Linked DNA regions of Bos taurus: region 2 is linked to region 1. Evidence: chromatin contacts called from public Hi-C data. All regions are on one chromosome and are shown on one strand. Each heading gives the region's core, a stretch centred on a gene start, on an enhancer-like site or on the middle of the called end of the contact. The rest is flanking DNA. Distances are from core to core; before and after follow the strand shown. Region 1 overlaps LOC107132296 (a long non-coding RNA gene). Region 2 holds the start of SLC16A1 (solute carrier family 16 member 1).

Region 1 (4,713 bases), core at 1,596-4,095:
TTATGGTGACCATATGTCCTAAATTGTCTGGGATGGTCCAGATTTCACACAACTGATCTCAGAAGTTCTTTACTTCTCAGACCATGAAGATCAGATACTTTTCAGTTTCTAAAATAAGATTATTTTAGCTAAAGCCTCATATGATCGGTTAACAGTAATGATGTGCAAAGCTGTTTTAGGCCGAGGGAAAGATATTGAAGAATATAATCATCTTCCGCCCCCTAATAACATCTTTCTAAGGTAATAACTCGTCATATTGTCTATGTGAAAGAACAGGGGTTATCACAATTATTGTTAGAATTATTATGATCCTCTCCTTACTCTAGTGTATGTGGAGAAGGAGAGGGAACTGGTTCATGTCCCTCTGAGTTGTTCCCCTTCTAGTTGGAATTAACACACTCTCCCAAGTCCCCACTGCATCCTAGGCTCTTCACCAGTTCTTTCCTCCATCATGAGTCACCATTCAATGTGGATCACTGTCTCGAACTCCTGGATAGTTCTCTTTTCAGACTGTTGTTCCCTGTGATGGGTGCAGCATCCAAATAAAAGTGAGGCACGGTACACTTCTCTGTACAGTTTCATCCCTTTATTCTCCATACCTCCACTACACAAGGAATGCAGGTCTATTAGACTTAGTGATTGATGGAGTAACTTAAAGAAATCACAGTATAGGAAAGAAAAAAAAATTGTTGTAACCAATGCAAAATCTGTGATAGGTGCTCTATTTGAGCTGCCTTCGTGGAGGTCCAATCCAGACTTCAGTTTAATCTCATTAGTTAGAAACTTAGGCAACATAGACTTGATGCTTCCAGAATGAAGTCCATATTTCACTTGCAAATCTCTCATTGCAGAAGTGGTTTTAGTCTAGTGAACCTGCAAAAAGACTGTAGAAGGGAGGCCAACATAATTAAATGCCCTGACACCACCACCACCTCCATAAGAGGAAGTCCAGAGCTGAAGAACAAAAGGAGATTTGTTATAGTTGATTGCTAGATTTTTTTATAGATCCTAGTTTTAGGGTACCAATGGGAGTGCTGCATAGTGACCTTTCTAATAGTCCCAGGAAAGCAAAGAAGACACTAGCTACATCTTTCCTAGATGATTGACATGTAGATAACCCAGTCTATAATCTTTCTACCACACTCTTGGGTCTGAGAACCCTGTCATTTCCTAACCTCTGCTGTGTGGCTGTCCACCTACTTTGGGAACCTCTAACCAGTATCCAAGGAGTTGGTCTCATCCCAGTAACTCTCTCTTGCTGCTCCCAGTGGCTCATCCTCTGAGTCTGAGTTATTTAGTCCAAAAAAACCAAATGCTTCAGATATCTCTCACAGAATAGTCCAAGTGGGCACATGGGTCCTCCAAGTATGATTCCTACTTAAGTCTCCTCACCACTGTGAGTAGCAAATATGTCTCTTTATCTTTAAAATTGACCAGCCAGTTACTGCTGGAACACAGATGCATACACATATACATACCTTTCAAGGGCAAATGTTAGATCACAGAAACAACATAAAATCTAAACTAAAGCTCTTAACCTGCTTATAAAGGGAATTCATCCCACAGATATGTCTCATTAGAATGGTGTTCTGTTGTTGCTGTTTTAAATAATTTCTTATGTCTTCAGAAAGTGTCAGTCACTCAGTCATGTCTAACTCTTTGCAACCCCATGGGCTGTAGCCCACCTGGCTCCTCTGTCTATGGAATTCTCCAGGCAAGAATACTGGAGTGGGTAGCCACTCCTTTCTCCAAGGGAATCTTCATGACCCAGGAATCGAACCTGGGTCTCCTGCATTGCAGGCAGATTCTTCACCATCTGAGAGGAGGCATGCAATTCCCATTTCCCCTCGTGAGGATAGAGTTTAATAATTTAAAATTTTCTTCTATCATGCCACCAAACATTTTTATTTGTTCAACAAATATTTATTGAGCTTCAACTTTAAGTCTGGAGAAGGGCATGGCAACCCACTCCAGTATTCTTGCCTGGAGAAGTCCATGGACAGAGGAATCTGGCAGGCTATAGTCCATGGGGTCACAAAGTGTCAGACAAAACTGAGCGACTAACACACACACAACTTTAAGTCAGGCATACTCATACTCAGAATAGGGTAATGAGCAAAACAAAGCTCCCTGCCCTCATGAAGCTTACGTTCTAGTAAAGGAAACAATTTCAATATCCATGGTAAAGAGCCTATTGTTAATGTCTATAATACTGAAGATTTAATATACTCTGGATTTAATTCAGAATTATATGCATGCACATTTTCCATGTAACCAGGAGATTTTATCTCAACTCATAGTAATTGCATGTTATTAAATATCCATTTAGTAAGGAAATGTTCAAACATACCCAGTCTGAAGGGCCAACTCATTGGAAAAGACCCTGACGCTGGGAAAGATTGAAGGCAGGAGGAGAAGGGGACAACAGAGGATGAGATGGTTAGATGGCATCATTGACTCAATGGACATGAGTTTGAGCAAACTCCAGGAGATGGTGAAGGACAGGGAAGCCTGGCATGCTGCAGTCAGTGGGGTTGCAAAGAGTCGGGCACGACTGAGTGACAGAACACTACCACCATCCAGTCTATGACCAGTTAACTCAATAGACAGAGAATATTAATGCCATCAAGGTCATTATATTTGGGCTTATTTTATGTGCAAATTAGTTAATACCCTTCAGCCTCATAGCCACAGACTACTTTGCTAACTGGTCTTTCTGCAGAGGCCTGCAGTTGGCAAGAGCAATGAAGGAACGATAGATTAGGTGTCCATTAGCACCTCTGGGAAAACAGTTTAGCATTCGCTTCCTGATGATAGTGTTCCAAGAGGCATGGCAGGACAATAGTGTCATTGTGATAAATATGGCCCAGGGCAGTCTTCACACTGAAAATTCTCCAGGTTCCCTTCAGCCCCCACCAGCCAGGCGAATCACGAGAGAATTCTTTTCCTTGGATGAGATTCTTGGGATGGAATTTGCAGTCCTTTCATTTCTGTGTTGCTTCTGTGGTATTGTCTTGTCTTCAAGAGAGTTTCTGAATTAAACTGCTGATGCAAATAATTTAAGAATGACAAATGAGTTGTTCTGAGAATTTAAGCTGATGCCTTCTGGTATGTTTGAAGGGCCTGGCTGCTAAGGTTCCATGTATGTGAAGTATTAGGAATGAGTTCATTAGAAAAAGAGAGAGCCCATTAAAAGGAGAGAGGTAGGGTTGGGAAAGAAGAGTGATTCTGGGCACAGACCAGATTCATATTTGAACCCTAGGGAAAGGGAACTAAAATCAAGGGCATGCAAAACCCAAGAGTCCATTCCATAAAATCTCTATGAGCCCTTCCAGATCAGCTGTGTCACTGTGTGAAAGAAACTGAGGGTGAAGAGTGATTTTGCCAGTTGGAATTTCTGTTGTAAGAGTCTGTAATGGCCAGTATCAGGCCCCCACCTCCGAAAACAAAAGCAGAGGCAGCACCATCCTCAATGAGCACTGGCAACGTAGCACAGACACCAGTGGTTTCAGGTGCTTTGGGGCCTGTCATCAGTGTGTGTGTACAGGTTGCCTTTAGAATGGCAGGAGATTATGCCGAAGTGAATCAGAGAATCAGGAGAGTACATGCAGGGGTGGCTAAGTGCAGTAGTCAAGACTGATTCCAAAAAAAAAAAAAAAAAAAAGACTGGTTCCACAGATTTCTCACTGCCAGAGAAGTGAGCTGTGACATGGAAAGGGGGAAGGCTAAAATGAACCCTGCAATACTGGGCTGGAATTGGAATTATTGATAAGAGCACATTGTTTTATAAGTGTGTGAGAGAGAGAGAGAGAGAACAAGCGAGCCTGAGCCTGTACTCTGAGAGAACCTACAAGTTATGACACAGCAGTATGAAATAGTACACTTAGAACATTAATTTTTCTAAATACTTTTCTCCACTACAGAAACCAGGATTTCTTAGGTAAGTGGCTTACTTCAGGGCCCGGGCTAGGAAAATATAAGAAAAACCTGAAATATATTGTGTCATAAAGTCAGGAAGCTTAAAGAATTTTGGAGACATGTCAAAAGGACAGTTGGAAAGGACTGCTGCTGTTGCTGCTGCTAAGTCGCTTCAGTCGTGTCTGACTCTGTGTGACCCCAGAGACGGCAGCCCACGAGGCTCCCCCATCCCTGGGATTCTCCAGGCAAGAACACTGGAGCGGGTTGCCATTTCCTTCTCCAATGCATGAAAGTGAAAAGTGAAAGTGAAGCCGCTCAGTCGTGCCCGACTCTTAGCGACCCCATGGACTGCAGCCTACCAGGCTCCTCTGCCCATGGGGTTTTCCAGACTAGAGTACTGGACCACCACTATGCAAATCAGGGACAATTTTAGCATCATAATAGTGTCAATAACAGATACCCACTGAATAAAATAAGAATTTATGCATCATAATGGTATAAATAAATTGGCAAACAAATCATAGAGAAGAGAACATTTTTCCTTGTGGTAGAATGCCAACTAAAAAATACAGTGGGAATGATAGAATTATAAAAATCCCCATTTGGCAATCACTATAGTAACACTGACTCTGGCAAGAGTCATCAATGGATACTAAAACTAGTGGGTAAAGTTTGTTGAGAAACAAAAAGTTTATGTAGTCTCAAAGTATCTCCCTATGAAATAATTAACTTTAAAGGAAAAATAGTAATTTTAAAATAGAGACACCTGGCAGGCTCTACCTTAACAAATCATTT
Region 2 (4,713 bases), core at 1,416-3,915, 39 kb before region 1:
TTGTTTATAAAGAGCATATGTTCTGGTATTTATATCAATATATATTATGCTTTCCAGTTAGACTATAAACTCCAGGAATGATAGGGCTAGAACTTATTTCCCAAACAGGGATCAAACCTGGGCCTCCTGTATTGGGAGTTCAGAGTCTTTTTTTTTTTTTTACTTTTATTTATTTATTTGGCTGCACCAGGTCTTAGTTGTGGCATGATAACTCATAGTTGCAGAATGTGGGATCTAGTTCCCTGACCAGGGATTGAACCTGGGCCCCCTGCATTGGGAACGTGGAGTCTTAACCACTGGACCACCAGGGAAGTTCCAGGGCTAGAACTTGTTCTTGCTGAATCCTAGGTGTCTCTGAATCCTAGTGGCTGGTAGCCAACAAATCAGGTCCCATCTTCCTAATCCTCTTCTCTAACAAAATGCCATGTAGACATTTGCAGGGACCTAAATCCTTCATAGGAAGGCATATTATGAAGTGGATGGAAAACACAGTTAGAATGAAGGTATAAGTTGGGAAGTTACTAATTATTCAAAATAACTTTTTTGGCATAAGATAATTCATATCTAGGGCTTCCCTGGTAGCTCAGATGGTAAAGAATCTGCCTGAAATGCAGAAGACTGGGGTTCAATCCCTGGGTCGAGAAGGTCCTCTGGAGAAGAAAATGGGCCTGGAGAATTCCACAGATAAGCCTGGTGGACTACAGTCCATGGGATTGCAAAGAGTCAGACATGAATGAGTGATTCTCTCACACACACAGACATTTCATACCTATATTTATAATTTTTAGAGAAAGTTCAGGAGTGCTGAACTCATTAAATGGGAGTCAAAAGTTACATAATTCTCACCTAACCATTAAAGTTTTCAGAACTAAGATTAGAAGTCACTTAACCTCTAACAGTTTCCTAATCTATAAAATAAGGAAAACTGACCACCTGGTCAGTAAGATCTTTTCCGGAGTTATATGAATTAACATTTAAAAGGCCAAAAGATACATAAACTATTTAAACACTGATCAGTTGGTTCATCCTATGGTAGCATGAATCTTTTTCCTTTTTAATCTGTTTAGGTATGTTATAGCCTATTATGTTAAGCTTACAACTAAACCTTTAAACCTATTCAGCTATAAAAATATCCCCAGACCATTAACTTGCATTTTTAACAAGGGTCAATGCAGTCCAATGAAAGAACAGCATCCAATCCCTGAATTAATTACTAAAGTTCAACTTGTGTTTAAATAATACCCAATACCTGTTTTAAGGGCTAAATGTCTTAAACTATTTATTTTCTCTATGGCAACCTGAAGGCAAAATTGTACCCTAAGGCATAAAACTTGGTCTTATGGGTATTTTTAGTGCCTAACTAAAAAACTACACTAAAATACATATTCTCTGCATCACCTCACTGGGCTGGTAGCAGCCATCAAAATTGCTTATTAATGGCTAATTCCTACTTACACTCTAAAAAACTCACAATTCAGAGTTCACCGTATCATATTCCCCTAGTAACTATATCCACATTTGTTTTATCAGGGCACTGAGGTGTCCACATTTTATTTCAAAACCAGAATAATTTTTGGAAAAACAAGTTTCAAAACTAGTTATGACAGAGCAGATGCCAAGTATAGCACACTAGGAATCTGACTCAAGTAGTACTTTTTTGGGGGGTTAAGATTAATTACAAACTAATTTTGGCAACTGCCTGTCGCATTTGAGTCGTGACAAAGAAATGAAATGTTAAAACGCACGTGGGGAGAAAGTATGTATCTGGAACAAAAAGCGAGCATCATACCGAGTGTAATGCTATGCTTCAGACTCCTCACCTCAGGGCCGCCTTAAAGTCCCAGAGTGAGGGCGCTGCGGCGGACGTTCCGCAGCCACAGGTTGAATGACAAAGAGTTCCCGTCAGCACGACTCCGGGAGTCTGCCAGTTGCAATGTTCCCTCGGCAAAGTCCACTCAAACCCTGCAGTCACGTCTTGGCTACGGGGACTGCAGTTCCCCCGAGCCACTGCCGCAAGTCACCAGGTGGGACAAGGATTGGCTGGCCGAGGAGGTTGGGGCGGGCGTGCCACGAGTCCAAAATAACTCCCGCCCTGAATCCCTACCCTCGGAGAACACTGCCAGCAGCTTGAAGGCACCACGTGAGTCAACCTCACGTCGTCCCTTTCCCAGATCAAGCATCTCTTGAAGAGCCTACTTAAGACTAGAGGGGAAGCGACTTTCCCAAGGTCACCGGCACCACTACCCAACTCCTCGGCCAGGCCGGTGGCCCGCACCTGACAACGGGGCCGCAGCTCTGCTGAGAGGCGCTGTCCCCAGCGCTTCAAGGTCTCCTTCAGCAACGCTGCGCTCCGAGGCCACGTGGCTGCGGCGGTCCTAAGCCCCCGCCCGGCCGTCCCCCCTCCCCTCGGAGACCAAGCCCTCCACTCCCCCACGCCTCCCTCCAAACACGCGGAGGAAGCAAGGACACCGCAGGGTCCCCGCCAAGCACGCAACTGGCCGTTAACAACTAACCGTTATACGCGGCTCGCGGCGCCTAGCGTGAGCGTGACGCGGCGGCGCGGCTGGAGTTTTCGCTGGGCCCACGGTCCAGGTCGCGTCCTTTGCCGGCTGCCTAGTTCGCTCGTCCGAGCACCCACGCGCCCGGCTAGTCACGTAGCAGCTCGCCAGCACTTTGTCGGGCCCGGCCCGCGAGGCTGCCTTATAACCCGGGGCCGGAGCATGCGCACAGGGGGTGGAGTTGGCCCTCACGGCCACCGCCCCCTCCCCCCTACACTTACACCCGAACCGCGACTCGCGCCTCCACAGCTCTCAGGCGCGCGCCCGCAGAGTCGCTTTCTCTCGCTCGCGCGCGCTGGCGCCCCCCTCCCCGCCACGTGACCCGCGGCCCGGCAAGACCCGCGCGCGGCGCCCCCGCTATGCGGCAGGGACCTTGTAGCCGCGCTCCTCTGCGGAGTCTCCCCTTCGGCCCGCCGTCGGAGGACCTCGGGGTAATCTACTCGCATCTGGGACACCAGCGTCGATCTCACCCTTAGTCTAACTGCCAAGGATGGATTGGGCGTGCAGCCTGGGGCCTGACTCAGGTGTGGGGGGCGATGGTGCGCGGAGAAGCTGGGAACTGACTGGAAGTGAGGGATTGGGCGGGGTTTGAATGGACGCGGGTGCATCTCGGACCGGGGAAGAGGCCGAAAGCCGGCAGTTTAGAGCGCGGGCTGCGGCCTCGCTTCTTGAGATCAGTGACCTCGGGGAAGTCACTCAAATCCTCAGGGCCTGCTTCCTGCTCTCTGAAATGAAAACAGTAATACAGGCGACCTCATAAGGGCTTTTGGTGATTTTGATGAGAGAATTTATGGAACTTTTTTACATTTGATGAATGGTGAGTATGAACACAGAAGACGGGAGAAAAGAGCTGGTCTGACGGTGGTGACACTGGCCCCACGAGAGGATCTGTGTGTCGGAAATATGAAGAAATGAGACTGCAGAGAGGCCAAATTTTTATGGACGCTGAGGGTTTGGAACAAAATATAATTATAATTAAAGGTTCTGAAGGGCCGATTATATACTTAGCAGTTCACCTGAACTATCCTCAGGACCCTATGATGTTGAAGTGATCAAACTGAATAAACATGGAGTGCCTCTGATGTCCGAGACTTTTGAGAAGTACCGAAAATGTATGGATCAAGGCGCCTAACAAAGATTTTGGGGGGAGGTCGAGTCAGATGGAGATAAACCAACGTTGACCAGCACAGGAAGCCTGCGTTCCTCTCCTCCCCTCACCCCTCCTTACTTAATTCTCTTTACAATCCCGAGTGGTTCAGCCTTTTGTTTTGCAAATGAAGAATCTAGATTGTAATGGAATGGGCCCTGAGGGATACGATTCTGAAAGTTTCCAAATACTTTCTCCCTCTCACCCACTCCGCCTCTGTTTCAGGCTAGAAAAAGTTTTCAGTAACAGTTAAACATGTTAGAAAACAGCATGGAATCTACAGCCAAGTGCTACTTATGAGCAATAATTGCTTTTTACCTTTGATAAATACAGAGAAGGAAGGCTGTTCAGGTCCTTCAGTTGGTCAGGACTTCAGCAGCACTTCAGGACTGTGACGGGTATAAGCAGCATTCAGGGTAGATGGAAGAGAGTTAGGAAGACAAACTAGGACTGGTTCAGATATGAACTGTCAGGACCTGAACGGTGGAATGTAGGAGGAGCATAGTATGGTAGATTCACAATATGGACCCAGGATCAGATCTGAATTCGAGCTTGAATACTTGGCACTTACCACGTCTTTGTCCTTAGGTAAATCACCCCCGCTCCCACGCCCCCGCCGCTGCTCTGAGCCTCATTCATTCTCTGCTTTGTAAAACAAGGACAGTACCTTCCTCATAAGGTTGTTATAATAATAAAATTAATATTTACTTTAGTGTCTGGCATATAGTAAGAACTAAATAAATGTATAACTAGGGGAAACTGTGAAATTGAATGCTAAAGATTAACCCTAAAGTTCCCTCACTTGGTCCTAACAGTGTAGTCACAGGATCATACTTAGTGATGTATTGTACTTTTGTATTCCTTTTCTTGAAGATGTCCACCAAAAATATATATACCACAAGCCCCATAAAATCTGGATCTGCCCCTAGTAGGCTTTCTAATGTGAAAAGAATACAGGCTTTGGAATCAAAAGACTTGTTCCCAAAACTTATCCCTGTTACTTTGGGC

The links. A called contact is a pair of places that touch in the nucleus more often than the background predicts.
Region 2: a Hi-C map of skeletal muscle shows a contact between it and region 1, with 2.0 times the contacts expected there. The contact joins the promoter of SLC16A1 here to the enhancer-like site in region 1. A contact is called at or near these places in 2 of 11 Hi-C or Micro-C datasets (liver and skeletal muscle).

The regions. Positions count from the first base shown.
Region 1 is chr3:30,341,468-30,346,180 of ARS-UCD2.0, reverse strand. All of the region lies in intron 4 of LOC107132296 (a long non-coding RNA gene), which reads left to right. Among named protein-coding and RNA genes, the nearest start is that of SLC16A1, 38 kb to the left of the region's middle. Within about 2 kb of position 2,845, at least 2 of the 102 cell types and tissues checked have an H3K27ac peak or open chromatin away from gene starts, as enhancers often do. A contact at or near this core is called in skeletal muscle, where this site is marked.
Region 2 is chr3:30,380,237-30,384,949 of ARS-UCD2.0, reverse strand. SLC16A1 (solute carrier family 16 member 1) reads right to left here and starts at 2,665. Exons shown (of 5, transcript NM_001037319.1): 1 at 2,514-2,665. It overlaps LOC107132296 (a long non-coding RNA gene), which reads left to right and starts at 2,772. Exons shown (of 7, transcript XR_009493889.1): 1 at 2,772-4,713.